Linked DNA regions of Sus scrofa: region 2 is linked to region 1. Evidence: chromatin contacts called from public HiChIP or PLAC-seq data. All regions are on one chromosome and are shown on one strand. The core of a region is the stretch at or near the end of the contact, and the rest is flanking DNA. Distances in the headings are between cores, read along the strand shown. Region 1 overlaps PLXNA2 (plexin-A2). Region 2 overlaps PLXNA2 (plexin-A2).

Region 1 (4,475 bases), core at 807-3,306:
CTGCACGATGAGCGGCGGGTAGCAGGACTTGTTGTCCTCCTCCGGCCCCGTCTTGTGGGCCACCTGGATGGTCAGGTTGCCCGTCAGCTTGTACACGCGGTTGATGGCGCCGACGTACACGGCCCCGGTGCCGCGGTGCACCGTCAGGTGGTTGAAGGTCCAGTCCCGGTTCTCCGAGTGGAAGGTGCTGAACTGGGGCAGGCCGGCCGCCCGCGGGGCCAGCAGCACGCAGACCGCGGACAGCAGGACCACAGGCCAGCCGTCCACCTCCGCGGCCCGCGGCCAGGGCCTGCGCTGTTCCATCCTGAGCCGGCCGAGGACCGGGAGACAGAGCCTCCGAGCTCGGCGAACTCCACCTTCGCCGCTTGGCCCTCACATGGTTCTGGAAAACACAAGGCAGAGCGGGTCAGATGGAAGAGAAATCCCCCAGGAGGGAATCGGATTGCTCGACCCAGGTCCCGTCCTGGCCAGCTCTGTCTCTCCTTTCTGCATTTCGGTTTTTCTATTTTTAGCATATTTTCTCCCCCTTGGGAACATTCAGGGAATCCTATTATCTATTTTGGTCTCTAGCCTTTATGCTGTAAAATGCTGGGTTTTTTTTTTTTTTAAACTTTACAAAGCGTCTCTATTTCTGCCCTCTTTAGACATCGTTTTCATCTCTCAGCGAGGCTGAAAGACTGAGCTCCCCCTGTCAGCTGATCTCAGTGTTGGGACAGCAGCCCGCCTTCCCCAGCCAGTCACCTGGCCTGTCCTCTCCCCGTCCGGGGGGAAGCTCCCTTGTCCTGTAAAAGCTGGCTGGGACGGCCCTCTCCCAGGCCCTCCTGGCCAGCTATTCCGAGTCTGCCATTGCAAAAACTTCCTTTTTATTTCCGACTTCCACCCCTCACCCTGCGGACTCTTTACTCTTTCATGCTCTGTCCCACAGGAAAGGGGACAGCTGGTCACCCTGAGTAACTCTCACTGACCCTCAGCCTCGTCCTCTCTTGAAGGAAGACTCCCTGATTGTTAGCTGTTGGAACTTGTTTGGGTGGAGAGCTACACGAAGGCCGAAGGACTGGGACCCCCACAGGTGCTATTCAGCAGCCAGAAGGGTCCCCAGGAGATGGGCAGGCACCCAGCCCCCTTGGAGGCAGGAGGACGCCAGCCACCGCCTCCCTGCGAGCGGGCTGCCAGGTCCTGGGGAAGCTGCTTCCACGTCATCTCTGCAGGTGGAGCGTGGGGGGAGCGGCCTCCTTGCTCACGGGGACTGGCTAGCTGAGGCCAGCTTCAGCCATCTGGGCAAAGGTTCTGGGTTTGGGAAATGTGGGCAGAAGCAAAGAGAGGCAAGTTGAAGTTAAGCCTCACTGAAGCCCCTGCAGGGACCTGTGACTGCGTAGGGCTCCATGTGGTGGATGTTGGGCTGCCTGCCCTGCCTGGTCAGCCCCCCCAAATTTCTTTGCTTCCCCCCTGCCCTCCCAACCCCCAGGCTCTATAGTTGTTCCTCCCTGTTCCAAGGAAGCTGCTCAGAGGGGCAAGGCAGGGCTCCTGAGAGAGCTTCTAGACTCCTGGGCAGCGGGTGGACAGTGGAGCCTGGCATCACTCTGCCAGCGTTGCTGCTGGCTCTTGCGGAGAGGGAGGGACAGTGGTGGCAGCGGCAGCAGGAGGCAGCGAGCTGTCTAGCAGAGAAATCTTTTCTCCAGCTGGACAGATTGTCCTGCAACCTCCTCAGACAAGTCCAGACAGAACTCTGGGTGGGGAGGCAGCAGGAGGGGAAGCGCCCAAGCCAAGGACGAAGGATTTGCTCCACGGCGCCTCGGGAGTGTCCTGTGCCTCTTGGCCCCCAGTGTGACGACACCACGCTGGAACTAGAACCGATGCCACCTGGGGAATCCACATGGTTTCTGCTCTGCAGCTTCAGAAACACCCCCTCGAACACCTCCTCGGCTGTGCATCCACACCTGCCAGCCTCCACGGGGCCAGCGGTCTCCCCCGCTCCCCACTGCTCTCCTCCAGCTGGGCTCCAGCAGGGCGCTCTGGGCTGACTCATCAGGCCCCGGGCTTCCTTGGAAAGAGGAAGGCAACGGCGCACGAGGCCCAGGCTGACCTCAGAGGCTCTGACACAGCCCTTCCGGCCCCACAGACTCCCCAGCAAAGCCTCCCCACAGACAGAGCTTTCGGTTTGAAAATCAGAGGTTATTTTTAGCTACGTCCTGGGGCCGGTAGCAGGACGTGAATTCCTCAAGAGGAGCTGCGGAAAGGACAGAGCAGCAAGCTCGAATTCCTCAGCCGGCTAGGGACCCGCAGGAGGCCCTGCTGGCTTGTCTCCGGGTGGCAAAGCTCCCTTGCCTCCAGGTGGAGAGAGCTGTGTGTCCCCGAAGGAAGGGCCGTGAGGATCAAGCTGCACCAGGGGTCTTGCCTTTGGGACAGTGCTCACTGAGACATGCAGGCTTTGAGTTTGTGGGCAGTGCCCCCCTGCCTCCCCCCCAGCGTACGTGCGCAGAGAGGCTTAGCCCTTGAGTGGAAGAAGGTTCCGGCAGCAGAGGTAACACCAAAGGGCAGGGCGCGAGGTTAACCATTTCGCCTCCCTGCCCAGGCCTCCAGAGACACAGTAGAATCGAATCGGGGAGGAAATTTGGGACCAAGGCCAAGGTGAGGTCCTTTCCGGTAGAACGGGGTAATTACAGGACCGATCTCTCGGGTTGTCATCAGAATAAATGAGCAAATGCAGCGAAACGTCTTAGCCTGGGAACTGGCGCTCAGTGAGTGCTCGACTTGTGCTGGCTGTTATTATTATCACTGCAGCCTCCCCAGGAGACTGCACGGCAGGAATCCCGCCAGAGCTCCTGACTTCTCTTTCTACTCATGTTCTTTCTTTCCATGGGAATGAACGCAGTGGGCAGACCTCTGATTCCCAGCCCTCCCTTGCCCAACGAAGGGGCTCAAGCGGGGAAGCATGCGTTGGAGGAAAGGGAAGAGAGCCAGGGTGAGCGTTTCCAGCATACTACTGCACACGTCCCAACACAGCCTCTCTGCAGCCTGTAGGGATGCTGAGGGTTGAAGTATGAATGGGGAAGTTGGCCTGGTGGCTAGAAGACATGGATTCATGGGGCAGGAGGAAGAGTGGGGGACCCAGAGAGCCCTAGATTCAAGTCCTGCCTGTGTCACCCCTGAGTTGTATGTCTTTAGACTGGTCCAGCATCAACTTGAGCCTCTTTCCTGATCTTAAAATAAAGGGTGTTAGGATGAAGCAGTTTCTAAGACTTCTTCATTCAGACAAAATGATACCTCAAGACTTGCTTCCTTCAGCTTCTAGAACCTATGATGGCAAGAACTGCTGAGGTCCTTCCATCCTGCCTGGTAAGGCCAGTTAAGTCAGTTCTCAACAAATCACTAGTCGAACTGTTATCCTCTTACCCCTCAACCAGCACCTAATCTGGGACAGACTGCTTCTAGTGCCCAGCCAAGCGAGTTCATTCCGTGGGGCTCGAGGGTCACTGTTTGGGAGCATCAGTGGTGCAGCAGGGTCAGGAGGGGACTTGGTTTCCTGCTGTGCAGGGGAGTGCAGGCAAGGTTTGCCCTCCACCTCAAACGGCAGCTTTCCCAAGGACCACCGACCTCAACAGCACGTTGAGAGCCTCTGTCTTTCCTCTGTCATGCCAAGGCTGAGGTTACCAGGTGGCTCTTCCAAAGCAGGGCTCAGCTGGCGAGGACCAAGCCTCCCATCTGCATTGAGAGTGAGGGGGAAGGGCACCTAGCTCTGGGGAGAGGCGGTGTGGGGCAATGGTCATGAGCCCTGACCTTGGATGCTCGGATCCAGACAGAGGCGAGAGCTGTGTAAGCTTGGTCAGGGTACTTGGCTCTCCCGGCTGCTATCTCACTGTTTATACATAATGAAATGAGTGCTAGCACCCAGCTCCTGGGACTATTACGATGAAGTCAGTTAATACACAGAAAGTACACAGAACAATGCCTGGCCCGTTAGAAGGGTTTGAGACACATCAGCCGTTATTAGCAGTAATTTACATGTCAATATTCCCAGTTCTTCATTTCCATCCATTCCACGGTCTGTCTTAGAATGAATTTTCCATCCTCAATTTGGTAGAGACCAGTGACCATGTGCCTGTGACTGTGCACACCTAGCATTTCCTCCTATTCTGGTTTTCTGCTAGTGTCAACCTCAGGGGGTTTCTCAGCGATGCCTCCTTCTTCCTGTCCTTTCTCCTCTTTCTGCCTAGTTCCTATAAGTCACTGTGTCACATGCACTCTCACGAGCCAGACCTGCCTAGTGTCTGTTCTTCTACCAGTCTCCAAGCAGGATGTGCCGCCCTGGGACGCTCGCCCAATCAGTGAAGCACTCTGGGCACTCCTGATGCCAAGGAGAGGCCACGCTTGCCTCTCTGGGAAGCAGGTGTCATTAAACATTTTCTTTGGACTGAACGGTGACACCATCTCCCTGATCAGGATTCAGGAGGCAGGTGTTGGTGACAGCTAGTGAA
Region 2 (4,475 bases), core at 1,275-3,774, 190 kb before region 1:
CCCCATCCTCAGGAGCCTGCACTCGCAGGGCTGGGTCTGAGGCTGTGGGCCCAGACCCGGCCCAGACACAGCTCTGACCCTATTATCGGGAAGAGACCGGTGGTCTCCCGGCACACTCGATTCGGATGCCACGTTATCCTTGTCCGCTGCTTTTAGCAACAGAGAGTGCAAACGCCACCCACACACTTTGGGACACAAGGAAGAAACGTAGTCGAGTTCCTGTTCTGGCTCAGTGGGTTAGGAAGCCGACATAATATCCATGAGGATGCAGGTTCGATCCCTGGCCTCACTCAGTGGGTTAAGGATCCAGTGTGCTGTGGTCTGATTCAGTTCCTAGCCTGGGAACTTCTGTATGTTGCAGATGTGGACATAAAAAGAGAGAAAGAGAGAAAGAAAGGCAGGGAGGGAGGGAGGGAGGAAGAACAGTAGAAAAATGGAGGTAGAGCAAGGGCAGGGGCCTGGGGTCCTCAGGCCAAACACTGATCCGCTGCCTCCAGGCCTCGCCGCCCCGGACTCCACGTCACCCCAAACTGCTTTTAGCCCCCAGGCCAGAGCCCAGCCCCTCTCTCTCCCCTGGGCTGGACCTAAAGCACTGAAGTCTGACACCTCTCCCTAGATTGCCCTTAGCCTCTCAACCGAAAAGAAAAGAAAGCAGACTCCCTTCCAGACATGGCTGAGGCCTTGTTCAGAATCCTCATGATCTTCACACACTGAAAGGCCAGTGAGGCCTAAGAGCATGTCTTTCTCATTTGTTATTTCATCCTCCAGGACTGAGCACAGCGCCAGGCCACGGCAGGGGTTAGCATTTTCAATACAAATAAATGAATGTAATTTTCAGGAGGGGCTCTGCGTGGACTTCCTCCTTCTGAGACCTCAGCCACTCTTTGGAAAGCATCTCACCCCGAAGTCGGCTCCATCAGCCTCCTGTTGCAGAAAAGCCATATTCTGGGTCTTGGGGCTCGGGGGCAGTACTCACCTATTGCTACAGACCAGGGCCTGTGTGTGTGTGTGTGTGTGTGTGTGTGTGTGTGTGTGTGTGTGTGTGTGTGGACAGTGATGACTGGACATCAATAAGCTCTGGCTCCAGAGAGAATTCTAGAAGTTCCTCAAAACAGCTTAGCTCATCTTCCTGTGCTTCTAAATACGCCCGTGAAAGTCTCCATATGTACCAGTGAGCAACCAGGTTTATTTGAAGATTTAAGTTTTTTTTTAATCCAGTAAACTTTATTTATATATAACAACAGTACAAATTGTGTCCTTGGCTTGCAAAATAGGAGTGTTTCGTATTTACAATAGGTACACAATAATATATTAGAATAACCAAAAAACCCCATTTTATTGGAACGTTTTAAATACTTAATTTTCTTACAGTTTTTATTCCACAACACCTGTAAAAACAACAAAAGCAGACAACTATCCTTCTAGCTTTTAAAAAAAAATATATATATATATATAATACAGTTTCCAGTGTAAGAAGAATGGGTTTGGGTGGAAGTTGAGGGAGGGGCATGTGGGCTGAGGTCCCCTGGTCTCAGGGTGTAGAGGGCTTGTCCCTCCCTCCCAGAAACACCCAGGAACATCTGCCTGTAGGAAACTAGGCTCCACGGTGTTCTCCACCTGTGACGCCAACATGACAGCCCAGGAGGCCAGAGGCACGGCCTCGACTGAAATCCAGAGGGCGCCTCCCATCACCCCTGAGGCGAGGTTCGGGGGGCAGGCAGCCCTGCAGACCCGTCGGAGGGTGGAGTCCCTTTAAGGTGAGGGAACGTGCTGGGTGTGTCCACGAAAGGCCCAGACTCCAGTTTGCTGATGGGCCGAGGCCCTGCCTCCCGGGACCGCCCCTCAATAGCAAAGGTGACATGTTGTCCTCCATCCCCAGCATCGCTGAGCCCCAGGGCGAACACTGCGGCAGAAGGGCGACCAGAAGAAAGGAGAGAGGTGGGAAGAGAGACGGAGTGATGACGAGGATGCCGCCGTCGTCTCAAAGCTTGTTCCTAAGATGAGGCGCCGGGAGGCCCTGAACGTCATCTCCCAAGTCGCCGGCCAGGGCTCTGCTTTCACGGCCCTGTGTCCAGAAGGCTCCCTGGCCTTTTCTCTCTGGGGGAGCCCTGGCCGCCGAGGCTCAGGTCTTTCCAGTCCATGGCCAGGCCCCAGGAGCTTCAGGCCGCACACCGCATGCCTGGGAGCAGGTGCTGCCCGCGGGTTAACGGGGGCAGGGGTAGTGGCTGGGATGCACCTGGAGACCCATCAGCCAGAGGCTTTCGGACACTCTCCCTCTCCGGCCCGACCACTGCAGTGTAGCCCACCCTTCCATCGCTTCTGCTTCACGCTCCGCGGGCCGGGGGCCTCGACTGCTATTGCTTGTCCTCATTTGGTAGAAATGAAAGAAAGGCAGGAGCTTAAGCAGTGGGGGAAGTGCCACCAGGAGACACGGTGGCAGGGGGCGGAGAGAGGCTCTCACAGCGTGACGACTGTCCCCGGCATGAGGTAAGGCAGCGGCATTGGCTGGCTTTCTTCCTTCCTCTGGTTCCCTTTTCTACAGAACTCCCGTCCTCCGCAGGCCGGGGAGGGGAGTGGTTCCGGCTGAGCTGGTGAGCAGGAACCAGCAGCCCGAAGAATGCCGAGTTGCTAGAAGGTCCTTCTTAATCTCGTCCATTGCTGTTTCTCAGCACCTGGAGCAGGGCCTCCGCCAAGGACGTCACTGCACAAAGGTCCCGAATGAACGGATGGATGTTGGAACAGCTCCCTCCTGTGAGTGAGGTTTCCGGTTGCTCCGAGCTTTTTAAACACAACTTTCGAAGGAGGGGGAGCTCGCCGCGCGCCAGCGGTGGGTCAGCAGAGGTTCTGAGATGCGCTGTGGGGAGGTGGGAAAGCGAGGGGACCACCTGCCCCCTGTGGAGGGTGGGCGGCTGCCGCAGGCCCGCTGGAGGGACCCCTCCACCCCGACGGAGAGCCTGTCCATCTCCCTCTTGTCCGCGGGCCTGCTCTGTCTTGCCCGGCACATTCCTGGGGTGCCTTTCTTCCCCTTTGTCCAGAGAATCGTCTCTCGTTCAGATCCATGAAATAAAACGAAGCTGGATCAAGCTTTGAGAGAGAAGTCCCTCTCTACCTCCCTCCAAAACGGATGGCTTCATGGTGGGGGGGCTCGGGGGCTGTGACTTTATTATTTCCTCCCCACGCGAGGTCAAAATATCTTCACGTTGGATAAGGGTGCCGACAGGCCAAGTCCTTCTCCTCCCAATCCACAGGTGTGGGCTCACGGTGACCCAAAGCCGAGCGAGGCTCTGTAACCTTTCACCCTCAGGGCCTGACTTGAATCCAGTCAAGTCGTCCTTGACCTTAACTTCTTCCTTACCGGAGCCTCTGTGCCACCTCCTCTGCCAGCCCCCACTCCCCCCCTCTCTTCTGGAATCCTGAGAAATGTGGCCAAGCGCTCACACCAGCTCTGCTGCCTCTCTTCTCCAAGTGGCCATCCCCCCAACATTCTCTCCTCTCCCCCAAACCTGCAGGGAAGCACCCTCAGGGGCAGCGAATGGTCCCTCAAGGTAGCTGCGGGGGGACCCCTAGCAGGATGCATAGCGGTAAGGGTTGGTTAAGATGCAGCTGAGACACCTTAACTTTGACTTCTTGGTGGATCGAAGTCCGGGAGTCCCATCTGAGCAGTGGTGTGATCAGAAAAGCTTTGCTGGAGCTCGGAACAAGATGACGGTGGGCTTCACGTTTTAGCGGGCAGCCGGAAGGCCCCTGCTCACATTCCTCTAGCCCATCTTGCCTGGCCTTTCAGCTCCGTAAACCACGGGCTCTGAGCTGCCGAGTTTTGGGTGCTACAGGAAGGACAAACGCTTTGGCTTAGTGCACAAGGCCAGTCATTAGTATTTCAGGCTCTTAACAGGCCCCAAAGAAACTTGAACAGAAGTGGATTATCAGAAGAAAGAGGCCTTGGCATGGCTGGTTGTGAATTAGAATGAAAACAGCGAGTTTCCTGAGTATTTTGCTGAATGCCTTTCTCTTCCCACTTGTCAGCCGCATTCAGGCAAGACACTGGAGCTGAGGCCACCAGGCGGTGTCTGCTGCGTGGTTAGTACGGAGACCCAAATCCTCAGAGCCCCCCAGCCCTTTCCTGGAATCCAGTGTGGTCAGCAGAGCCTTTGGAAATGGGAAGTGTCTGGAGGTAAAGCAGGGCGCAGAGAAGCCGGGGCCCAAGTTAATTACAGAGGAAGTGACCCTGGTCTGGTCTCCCGGGGTGGGTGGGGGGCAAGTCCGCTTTCCCAGCATTTCAGGCCCCTGTTAAGTAGAAGGTGGGATGGGGAGGCCGGTCCTCTCCTGCTGCCCCCTCCCCACCCCTTTGCCTTTGTCTTGTCCTCCATCCCACTCGCTCCCATGCTGCCTGCTGCAGAGAGGCTGGAGCCGACAGCTTGGCTCCTTGCCGGGGCGGGAGGCCTGTCCGGTCACCAGGGTCCTGCACCAGCCGAGGG

Evidence for each region. HiChIP or PLAC-seq counts read pairs in DNA pulled down with a chosen protein or histone mark.
Region 2: a contact with region 1 is called in an H3K27ac HiChIP or PLAC-seq map of alveolar macrophages. The contact joins two enhancer-like sites. A contact is called at or near these places in 2 of 47 Hi-C or Micro-C datasets (both in skeletal muscle) and 2 of 2 datasets of contacts at active chromatin or transcription factors (alveolar macrophages and skeletal muscle).

What each region holds. Positions count from the first base shown.
Region 1 is chr9:134,606,337-134,610,811 of Sscrofa11.1, reverse strand. It overlaps PLXNA2 (plexin-A2), which reads right to left. Exons shown (of 35, transcript XM_021063894.1): 2 at 1-382. The coding sequence starts at 303. Among named protein-coding and RNA genes, the nearest start is that of PLXNA2, 24 kb to the right of the region's middle. Within about 2 kb of position 2,056, at least 52 of the 83 cell types and tissues checked have an H3K27ac peak or open chromatin away from gene starts, as enhancers often do. A contact at or near this core is called in alveolar macrophages, where this site is marked.
Region 2 is chr9:134,797,185-134,801,659 of Sscrofa11.1, reverse strand. PLXNA2 (plexin-A2) reads right to left here. Exons shown (of 35, transcript XM_021063894.1): 35 at 1,189-4,475. Among named protein-coding and RNA genes, the nearest start is that of CD34, 110 kb to the left of the region's middle. Within about 2 kb of position 2,524, at least 4 of the 83 cell types and tissues checked have an H3K27ac peak or open chromatin away from gene starts, as enhancers often do. A contact at or near this core is called in alveolar macrophages, where this site is marked.